2 separate regions of the Triticum aestivum genome follow, and region 2 is linked to region 1. A link is a contact called in public Hi-C data. All regions are on one chromosome and are shown on one strand. Each heading gives the region's core, a stretch centred on a gene start, on an enhancer-like site or on the middle of the called end of the contact. The rest is flanking DNA. Distances are from core to core; before and after follow the strand shown. Region 1 holds the start of LOC123052091 (COP1-interacting protein 7). Region 2 holds the start of LOC123049009 (E3 ubiquitin-protein ligase At3g02290).

Region 1 (4,895 bases), core at 961-3,460:
TCCTGTTGACTATGAAGGCGTTTGTGACTACTTCGTATCTCAAGATGATGTGTTGACTCGGTCTCTCGAAGGTACTCATAAGAGTAGGGTGTGTGTGTGCGAGCATTCATATGGATGTGTGTGTATGAGCGTCTACGTCTGTACTGTGTTAAACAAAATCTTCATTGCCCTTGCTGCAAACAAACACTTTCATCATGGCTACATCGTAGTTTCATGCAACAAAATAAAAAATAAAATAAAATGCCCACATCATACTGACTTGTTGACACAGAAAGATATGTTAGTAGCGATTATTTCCTGTTGTTGCATGAAGATTGGTGGTTTACAAATTGACGGAAGAAATAATACCATCTCATAGAAAAATTGGGCCATTTTATAAATATGAAAATATGTCTCATGATATATCTAATGATGCATATTTATTTTTTATATGTAGATAATTTCCTCTATAGTTGACCCCTGGAAAAACATAATTACTTATATTTTTTTGAACACATAATTATGTATACTTAAAGCATACTCGGGCTTTTGGTGGGTGCTCGTGAGGTGAGAGAAACAAAGCGTAAACTTTTCTTTTGAGTGTTTTGGAAAAGTCTCGGCCGACTTGATATTACACTTCGTGATATACTTTGATCTTGTTAATGCATAAAGCCGGCTGCTTATTGTTGAAGACAAGGCATTGTTTGCAAAATCTCTCAATTCTCGAGTTGTTTTCATCAACAAGATGGCGAATTGTCACACACGTTGAGTTCATATTACCTCGTGATCTGATAATCTTTTGCTCATTATCTTGGTTACTTCCTCTGTTCATTTTTATAAAACATTTTAGAGAGCTAAAATTAAACTGTTTTAGGTGTTATTTTAAATGTCTAAAACGCCTTATAAAAATGAACGGAGGTAGTATTTGAGACACCATACAGTTTGCATGTGATTCTCTTTTCTTGGCCCACTCATTTTTCAATAGCAAGGAAGATGTCGGTGAACATTTAGACCTAGAGTAGATCGTTTTCGCATTTAGTTTGGGCTAAAATAGTTCTGGAAAGACCGGTTAAGTAAAATGATGAGAGTCATCTAAAAAAAAAGTTAAAATAATGAGAAGATATAAAAGGAAAATCGGGAGCTGGTTCTTCCTCATTTATTTGTATAAGCTATGCATGCATGACTATAATAATGCCATGCTATAACTAGACAGACGCCATCTGAGAGCTGCATAAATTAATGATAAATCCTTTCTAAATATATAAAGAGATGTCACTGTCGAGCTTTTGACCTCTCGAGGCTCCCTGATCCTATAGAACGACTAGACTAGAAATATTGAGCCGCTTAACCACTGTTCACTGTGCCGAACCAATAATACCCCTTGTGAGTCACGCCCTAGGCATAGCATGGGCGCTCAAAAAGTGAACTCCAACCAGTACATCAACGCGCAATGCGTAATGCAGCAACTAATCAAAATTCAAGATACGTTAACGTAAACCAAACTAGTATATCAACGCCAAAATGCGTAATGCAGCAATTAATCAAAAAAATCAAGATATGTAAACGTAAACCAAACTTATGTAGCAAATCTTTCATTGCCCTTGCTGCAACCAAACGATTTCATCATGGCTGGCTACATCGTAGTACTAGTTTTCATGCAAAAATAAAAAAATAACATGACCACATCGTACTACTGACTCGCTGACGCCGAAAGATATGTTGGTACTAGTAAATAACGTTTATGTCCAGTTGTCGCGCGAAGATTGGTGATTGGGATTACAAATTGACAAAACAGAAAAAATGGTACACTGCAGTACTTTTTTTCAATAATTAAGACAGAACCAACACATCCACCATCCTCGTGTCAGTTGCAACGACAGCGATCCTTCTTCAAAAAATCCCTCCTCCAAAATTCAAAAACCAGAGCCCCTCATCCACTTTCGTTTTTCTGTTGAGGGGCAAAACGGTCAGACCCGCACCAACAGTCCACTCAAAGCCGTTGTTATCCCGAAAAGCCAGCCAGCGCCGCATAAAGCGAAAAAAAAGGATAATAAAAAACGAAAATGAAAACAAAAGCAACAATCTCTCGTAATCTCTCTTACTTAATCACGCCTAAGCTCCCCCAAAACTCGAGATCAGGGCCGCTAATCTCCCCGAAACACCCCTGGAAGTTTCCGGTTTCACCTTCGTCCGTTTTTCCTCCCGCATTTCTCACGGAGGAGAGACAGAGAGGGGAGTACCAGTCTCCAGCTCCACCAAACCAGCAGAGCTCTCTCTCTCTCTCTAGTCCTCTCCCCCTCCACTCCGCTCCCTCCCCCACAGCGCAGCAGGGCGCACGTTATCGGATTCGGGCGCGCGCGGCCGAGATCCGCAGCACGCCGCCGCCGCCGCGCGATCTCGTCGCCGCGGGAACTGCATTGCGCGGCTCGCCGTCTCCCCGGCGTTTACCCGGGGGCGGCTCCGGCGGAGGCGGAGGGGCGGGGGGCGGGTCTCGTCCGCGATCCACCAGATCCGACCTCGCCGGCCGCGGCGGCGCTGCCATGGAGCCCGACGCGCCGCTCGACTACGCGCTCTTCCAGCTCTCCCCCCGCCGCTCCAGGTGAGGAAGCGGGGCACTGGGAAGGGGATGCCTCGCCCTTTCGTTGCGGTTTCGCGTGGGCTGAGGGTGGCTGGCTGACTGACTCTGGGTGCCTGCGCAGGTGCGAGCTCGTGGTGTCCTGCAGTGGGCGGACGGAGAAGATCGCGTCGGGGTCGGTGAAGCCGTTCGTGACGCACCTGCGCGCCGCGGAGGAGCAGGCGGCGGCCCAGCCGCCGCAGCCGGCCATCCGGCTGCAGCTGGACCGGCGCGCCGCGTGGTTCAGCAAGGGCACCCTCGAGAGGTATGCTGATATGGCTTATGCGGCGGTGCTCGGGTCGGTGGTCTGTCGATTGTCGAAGAGATTGGATTCTGATGGGTGCTTGCCTGGTTCCTTTGTGCTTGAAGGTTCGTGCGCTTCGTGAGCACGCCGGAGGTGCTGGAGATGGCGAATACATTCGATGCAGAAATGTCGCAGCTAGAAGGGGCTAGGAAGATTTACGCGGCACAGGGAGTGAGTATCAATTATCATGCAGTTCTTTCAGCATGTTATGCAGTGTAGCATTTGTCTAAAATTGGCAATTCTTTATGCAGACTGCTGTAGGTGCTACCTCGGGTGCAGCTGGTATGCCCTAATGTCTTGTGTCTTTTCATACCTCATACAGTTCATTAACACTCGTTCATCATGGGAAACTAAGTCCATCTTAACTGGAGTTACTCAATGGGAGCTGATAAAGTCCAGGAGCAAGAGATTGTTCTCTTGTTGAATTGGCAACTGTATTATTGGCTTGCATTAAGAATTTAGGAACCTTTGATTAATGCTAGATACATTGATGCCACCATGTCTATATTATTCATCACATATTAACATGAACCTCCATTAATAAGGTAACATATTAGATTAATGTGACATTATTACTGTCATGTATGGAAGCATATGATGCTTCTGCCTTCTGGATATAATTATGTAAACTCTTCTTCTGCTTGTCAGCTGAAGCCTCAGCAGCAGCTGCAGACATTACAAAGTAAGCCCATCTCTTATTTCAATTGCCGCTCATTTACCTTGTTTGCCGGATAAAATTGATTCGATTCACAATCAGTTTGTACTTTGTTAAGTAGGTTAATATTGTGATGAAACACGTTAACTGTAGTTTTTTTGCCAAGTCTTGCACACGTTGTGGTTTATACTCCATATGATTATTGTGGAAATGATGTTCCCATCATGTTAGCTGCTTTCTATAACCTTCCGCAAAAATTCAGAGTGCAGATACTTGTAGCATGTGGACGATAACACCCGTATGAAGTTAGTTTCTTTATCCTGGATGGTTAATTCGATTTTATTCTGTGATTACATATCGTGCACTTTGCGTGGATATATTTCTGCCTTCCTTTTTTGGGAGCTTTGAGTGAAACAAACTGCCATCCTTTAATTGGTCTACGGTGCTTATATAAGGACTAATCGTTATTAGTTTAATGAAATGTTATTGACTGGAGGACCGTGGTTATCATTTTTTTGTTATACCTTTGTTTATTTATATACAAGACTCAATCTACTTCTTACTAAATTAGAATGATTGATATGCATTCATGTGACAATGCAATGTGCTGTGAGTTTTTGATAGATAAGACATCTTGAATACATAATTTTTATCTGTAGGCTGTGTTGTGGTATCAAGTAATTTACAGTTTCACCCTTTTAATACAACCTGAACTATCTTAACCATCCATAATTTATGCCCTGGCTATTTTTGTGCAGGAAGGAGCTTCTTAGAGCAATTGATGTCCGTTTAAGTGCACTTAAACAAGACCTTGTCACGTCTTGTGCCCGGGCATCATCCGCAGGGTTCAACCATGACAGTGTCTCTGAGCTTCTCCATTTTGCGGACCACTTTGGTGCCAGCAGGCTGAGGTATGATTGAAGCTTGTCAAGCCCATAATTCAGTTATAAACTTACAGTCATATAGGCATATGGGTATTACTCGAAAGTCTTGGTGGTCAGTGTTAAGTAGTCCAACGAAATTACAGCTAACAGCTTATCTAGTAAGCATATCCCATTAAGGCACAATCCATCAGCAACAACTACTTTGGTATATATCTAAAAGTTGATGTGCAGATTTAGCACAAGTGAGCCCCCATCAGCAGTAGACTGATGTGCTCAAGTTATCCTTTTTGACATTAAACAAGCAGATCTAATTGAGGATATAAAACAACATGTAGCTGTAAAGAGAAAGTTTATCACTGTTTTTATCAAATGCCATTATAATACACGTCAACTTAGTTCTATGCTCCTGCAAAAAAAAACTTAGTTCTATGAGGATTAGCATGGCATAATTAACAAAAT
Region 2 (4,895 bases), core at 824-3,323, 150 kb before region 1:
ATCGAAAGTTTTTCTAAAAAAAAGACTATATACTACTCTCTCTCTCCATGTGCATGGTAATACGTGTCTCATTTATATCATAAAGATCATAGTACTCCCTCTGTTCTTTCTACTCGTGTAAAATTTGGTCAAACTAAAACTACACAAATTTTAACCAAATTTATATCAAAAAATATGAACATCTACAATACTAAAACTATATAGTATGAAAATACATTTGATGGTTCATCTGATAAGATTCATTTCATATTGTGAATGTTAATATTTTTTAATATAAAGTTAGTCAAACTTTACAAAGCTTGACTTTGACCAAACTTTATATGCAGACTAAAAGAAAATGGAGGGAGTACAAGTCATGTACCCACCGATCTGGCAAAACTTGAAAGACAACAAAACACTAGCCTTTACACAAAGGAACACCAGCCAAGAACTAAAAATATAATCAAGACCGAAGAATCCTTTGAGCTTGACACTAACGTCTGTCACATGCCTCTAGCACCACCACAACAGCCATCAAAGGAAGAAAAATGATGGATCACCTTCACCCCCGAGCTCGATGCGCCTCCATCGCTGGTATGCAGCTTTGTGAACCTCTAAGGTGGCTCACCAAAGGCGAAACCCCGGACACGCTATCGAACTCCAAATCTGGCACCCCCATAGGACTAAGACGCCGGAGGAGAAATCATACATGTCATCCACAAACCACAAAGTCGGCACACAACCCACCATCTTCCAGATGCCAATGATGCAGACAATAAATTGCATCCACTCCTGGACTACCTGCCAAGCTCCGCCTCGGTGCTGGAGCAAACGTCGTCGCAACGGCGGAGCCCGAGGACACATGTCCACCACGAGGATGTCGTCGCTGCCACGTCATCCTTGCCCAAACAGACTGATTTCCAAATTCATCCCCAACCATAGAACCTATCACCTCGTCGAAGTAGGATCTGAAGAAACTTTATTGAGCGCTGCCATTGCCATCGTTGAAGCCAAGACAATGAATAGCCTAAAAACCTAAACTATGAGAGTAAAAAATGATCCACGCGCGTGGATCCGGCGACCCCCCTCACCACCGACGACCGAGGTCGGCAACGGAGGAGACTCCTGGCGGTGATGAGGTTGCCTTTTCTTTCTTCGAGAGTAAGAAAAGCAAGCGAATAGGTGTCTCCGTGACCCTGGGGACAGAGCGTAGAAAGACTATATAGTACTCCATCCGTCCGGAGAAATGGATAAAAATGGCCGTACTGTAGGTGTTCTACATCAATTTTGTAAGATATATACCATACATCAAATTTCGTAATATTTAATTTGATGGGGTATGGGTAGAATAAGGCAAGGAAAGTTTTGCCTTAGTTGAGATTTTGATAAGATTGATTCAGTTGATTGATTTAATGCAGGATGTGATTTTAAGAAAGTATATCCACTTGATTTAGATTATTCTAAGTTAATATATTTATGTTTGTTTTTATTTTGTGCGGTATTGGTTGGGGTTATAAAAAGAACCTATCTGGGAAACAAAGGGGAAAGGGGAACGTGGGAGGAGAAAAACGGATAGGAGGTGGAGGCGACAAAATCAACTCAGTAGAGATTACCTCGATGATTTCACAACTTGGGCATACATGCGGTTTAGTTACCCATGTATTTCCTTCCTCCGAAAAAGCTTGTCACAAGCTTATTCCTCAAATGAATGTATCTATCACTAACTTGGTGCTAGATACATTTATTTGAGGGACAAGCTTTTCCGGACGGAAGGAGTAGTTCTCTCAGAAGTCGTTGTACTGATTCTAAAAAAATGGTTGTTGTACTGTGCGTTCCAGTGCAAAGATAGTCCACGTCGGATATGGTCTTGCTTAGTCTATAACTTTGCAAAGGACACCTTGGACTATTGTGGTTTCACTAGATAGTCCTCGTGCTAGCCCGCATGATGATCGACCAAGGTACTTCCACCGCGGTCCGGCTTCGGAGAGGGAGGGAGGAAAGGAACCTAAACCGGATTCAAAGCGCCAGAATCGGATTCCAACCCTTGGATAAATTGCCACCGATCGGGCCTTCCAAGTGCTTGTGCTCGGCGGCCGTGGAGCGAGGGAGTCCGAGGATAGGTTGAACTAGCTAGAACTCTAGAAGGCCCGTACCGCTGGTTCCTCCGTCTGGTCTGCAGGGTAGAAGACGAAGCTCGGCCAACCAGATGGGGTCCATCCTGTGCTGCCTGTGCGGTCCCGACGACGATGACGAGGCGCCGGGTTGCTGCGCCTGCCTGCCATGGCCAGCCAGAGCGTACACACGGGTTGCGCCGGTTCCTCCCGAGGCCTCCACCGGCTCAGGGCAGGAGGATCCATTGAACACCTTCCGCCCCCCTCCTAGGGCTCTACCTTACGATGATCCTCGGTTCAGACATCACACGGAGAAATCTATTCTGCTCGGAGAGAGAAGCAATGCTGACACCGGATCGACTCGCGATGGTGATGAGAAGGCTGATGGACCGTCAATGGAAGCTCAGCCGGGAGGGGGGAAACCCAGGGGAACTCAAGTCTGTGTTGATTGTGACGAGGATGACTGCCCGATATGCCTTGAGGAGTATGACTACGAGAATCCGAAGATACTGCTGCAATGCAACCATGATTTCCATCTTGGTTGCATCTACGCGTGGATGGAGAGAAGCCAGTCTTGCCCGGTCTGTGCCGTCGTAATGGTGTTCAAAGAGGACCAATGACCATGCTGGCTGCAAGCCTTTACACATGCTAAGACCCACGATAATCGTTTAGTTGTGTATATACACATGGCGTCGATGAAATCATGTCACTAGCCTTTGGCCAATTGCGGGGTAAAATTTGGTGGCAAATTATACCAGCAGAGTAATGACCTTGTTGTAGTCTCTTTTTTTCCTTTTTTGAACTCTTGTTTCTATTTCTTAATTAATGAATGAGACAAAGCTTTTGCATCTGTTGCCAAATAAAATGATGTCGCTAGATTGTTTGCTGAAACTTCGCTGCTAAGATTCGAGAGCGGCGTTACTGGTAGCGGTAGCATCTGGACATGTTATCCTAGTCCTAGGTCCATCTCTAGGGATCTGGGCTAGAGGGTCAGTCTCAGCATATACGGGTGTAAAAAAATGCAGTGATCTGACGCTATACTGTAAGGAACAGTGATGTACGGTAGCCCGCGGGCTCGTTTTTTGAAGCTCAGGTTAAGGTGACGAGCCGAGCCGTGGCTCGCCTCCGTAATGAAAAGTTGTGCGGAGGATCAGAAACGTATGCGCGCCGTCTGCTACGAAAACATCGCCGTCAAGGTACAGTGAATGCTGACCGGCGGATGAAGTGTAGGGCAGCAGAAACATCTCGGTCCCCATCTACTCAATTGAGCCCTTCTCCTCCATCCCCTCCTAGCTCGATGGCGGAAGGCGAATCAATGGCGGCGGCGAGCAGTATGGCGGAGTTTCCAGACCTACGCCACAACGGGCTCGAATTTCTGCTGGATCCGGTTGACAGGTAATTTCTCCACTGTATTATTCTAAGTATTCAATTCGATCCGAAGACGCGCGAGCAAAAAAAGTCAATGGGTGGTCTTTGATTTGTTAAACATGCCATAGGTTCCAGAGAGGTCATTGCGGATGTTGAGCAGCCAGATCCATTGGTGTTGACGTCTGTCGAGCCGTCGGCACCGGCACACGCCGACTCGTTGTGTGCGGGTGTGGTTGGGCAACTCAGCTGCGCTGTTGAGCAGAGAGATTCCGCTGGCAAGAGGAAGCAGTAGCCAAACCAGTCCGTCAGAGTCCACCTTCCAGAGGCACCATGGGTGTTCTTTCTCTCTGGATCCATGGTTTTTGATTTTCAGCGCCTATGTCGATAGATGTCTGGGGGACATTTTTACTACTGTCAACTAGTTGATCCCCTGATTTTGGTCGTCATCCATGCGTGTAATTAGCATCCCTGTACATAGTGTTTTGTGGGCAGATCAGGACATCCAAATGTGCTGATACACAAAAATCACGCCCCCACTGTTATATGTAAAAGGATTGCATCATCTCAAAACTGTGAATTCAATTTTGGGTTAAGAGTGAAAGTGCCCCTCCGGATAGGGCACCCTTGTCCAGGTAGAGTCACTCTATTAGAAGAAACAATCAGGAGGTACGCTGATAAACCCTCAGACAATGTAGGGGATGAGTTTTGACTCACTTGGGGAAGCATACGATTTCTATAACCTGTATTCTTGGGATCTTGGATTTGGTATACGATATGGCAAGAGCCGGCTGAACGTCAAGCGGACAAAGTGTATGCAGGAGATCGTTTGTGGATGCTCGGTTAACACTTAAGACCTGAAAAAATAATTAAGATTTGGCATATTTTTAACATATTGCTTGCACGGGAATTCATTTTCTAAATCTGACACAGAGAAAAAAATTATTGTAGGGGAAGCCTGAGCAACAGAATAACCGGTCTTGCCAGTGCGAATGCAATGGAATGATCAGATTACTTAGAGCTGCAGACAATGATGGTTCATTGCTAACACCGGTCAAGCCACAACCATTCGTTGTCTCTTACTTGCGGTGAGAAAGTTCATTGGCCATCGCACAAGCACATACTCCCTCTGTACCGAAATACTTGTAGTTGGGGGAACTTGTACTAGTTTCCCCCAACTACAAGTATTTCGGTACAGAGGTAGTAGATGTGTGCACAAAGGATTTGGTGAAGCAGCTTAGGGCGAACAATGTGAACTTGAACAAGGTGTACAACATAGTTGGCAGCTTTTCGGCTCAACCCAAAATGTGCCTTTCACAAAGCGGACGCTGCGCAATCTGTGTGGCCGGATAAGTCGAGACCAGGCTGACGATGATGTAAATAAGACACTAGCTGTGTTCAGAGAGATGCAGCGGAACGATCCAGAATTTACCTACCGAG

Evidence for each region. Hi-C and Micro-C count contacts between places; a contact is called where the count stands out from the background.
Region 2: a Hi-C map of leaf shows a contact between it and region 1, with 6 times the contacts expected there. The contact joins the promoter of LOC123049009 here to the promoter of LOC123052091 in region 1. A contact is called at or near these places in 2 of 5 Hi-C or Micro-C datasets (both in leaf).

Annotation. Positions count from the first base shown.
Region 1 is chr2D:122,012,407-122,017,301 of IWGSC CS RefSeq v2.1, reverse strand. LOC123052091 (COP1-interacting protein 7) reads left to right here and starts at 2,210. Exons shown (of 10, transcript XM_044475174.1): 1 at 2,210-2,578; 2 at 2,679-2,858; 3 at 2,963-3,068; 4 at 3,149-3,179; 5 at 3,546-3,579; 6 at 4,311-4,463. The coding sequence starts at 2,520.
Region 2 is chr2D:122,165,159-122,170,053 of IWGSC CS RefSeq v2.1, reverse strand. It overlaps LOC123049009 (E3 ubiquitin-protein ligase At3g02290), which reads left to right and starts at 2,073. Exons shown (of 1, transcript XM_044472019.1): 1 at 2,073-2,926. The coding sequence starts at 2,186. The coding sequence ends at 2,710. It overlaps LOC123049010 (a long non-coding RNA gene), which reads left to right and starts at 3,221. Exons shown (of 3, transcript XR_006423421.1): 1 at 3,221-3,485; 2 at 4,407-4,895.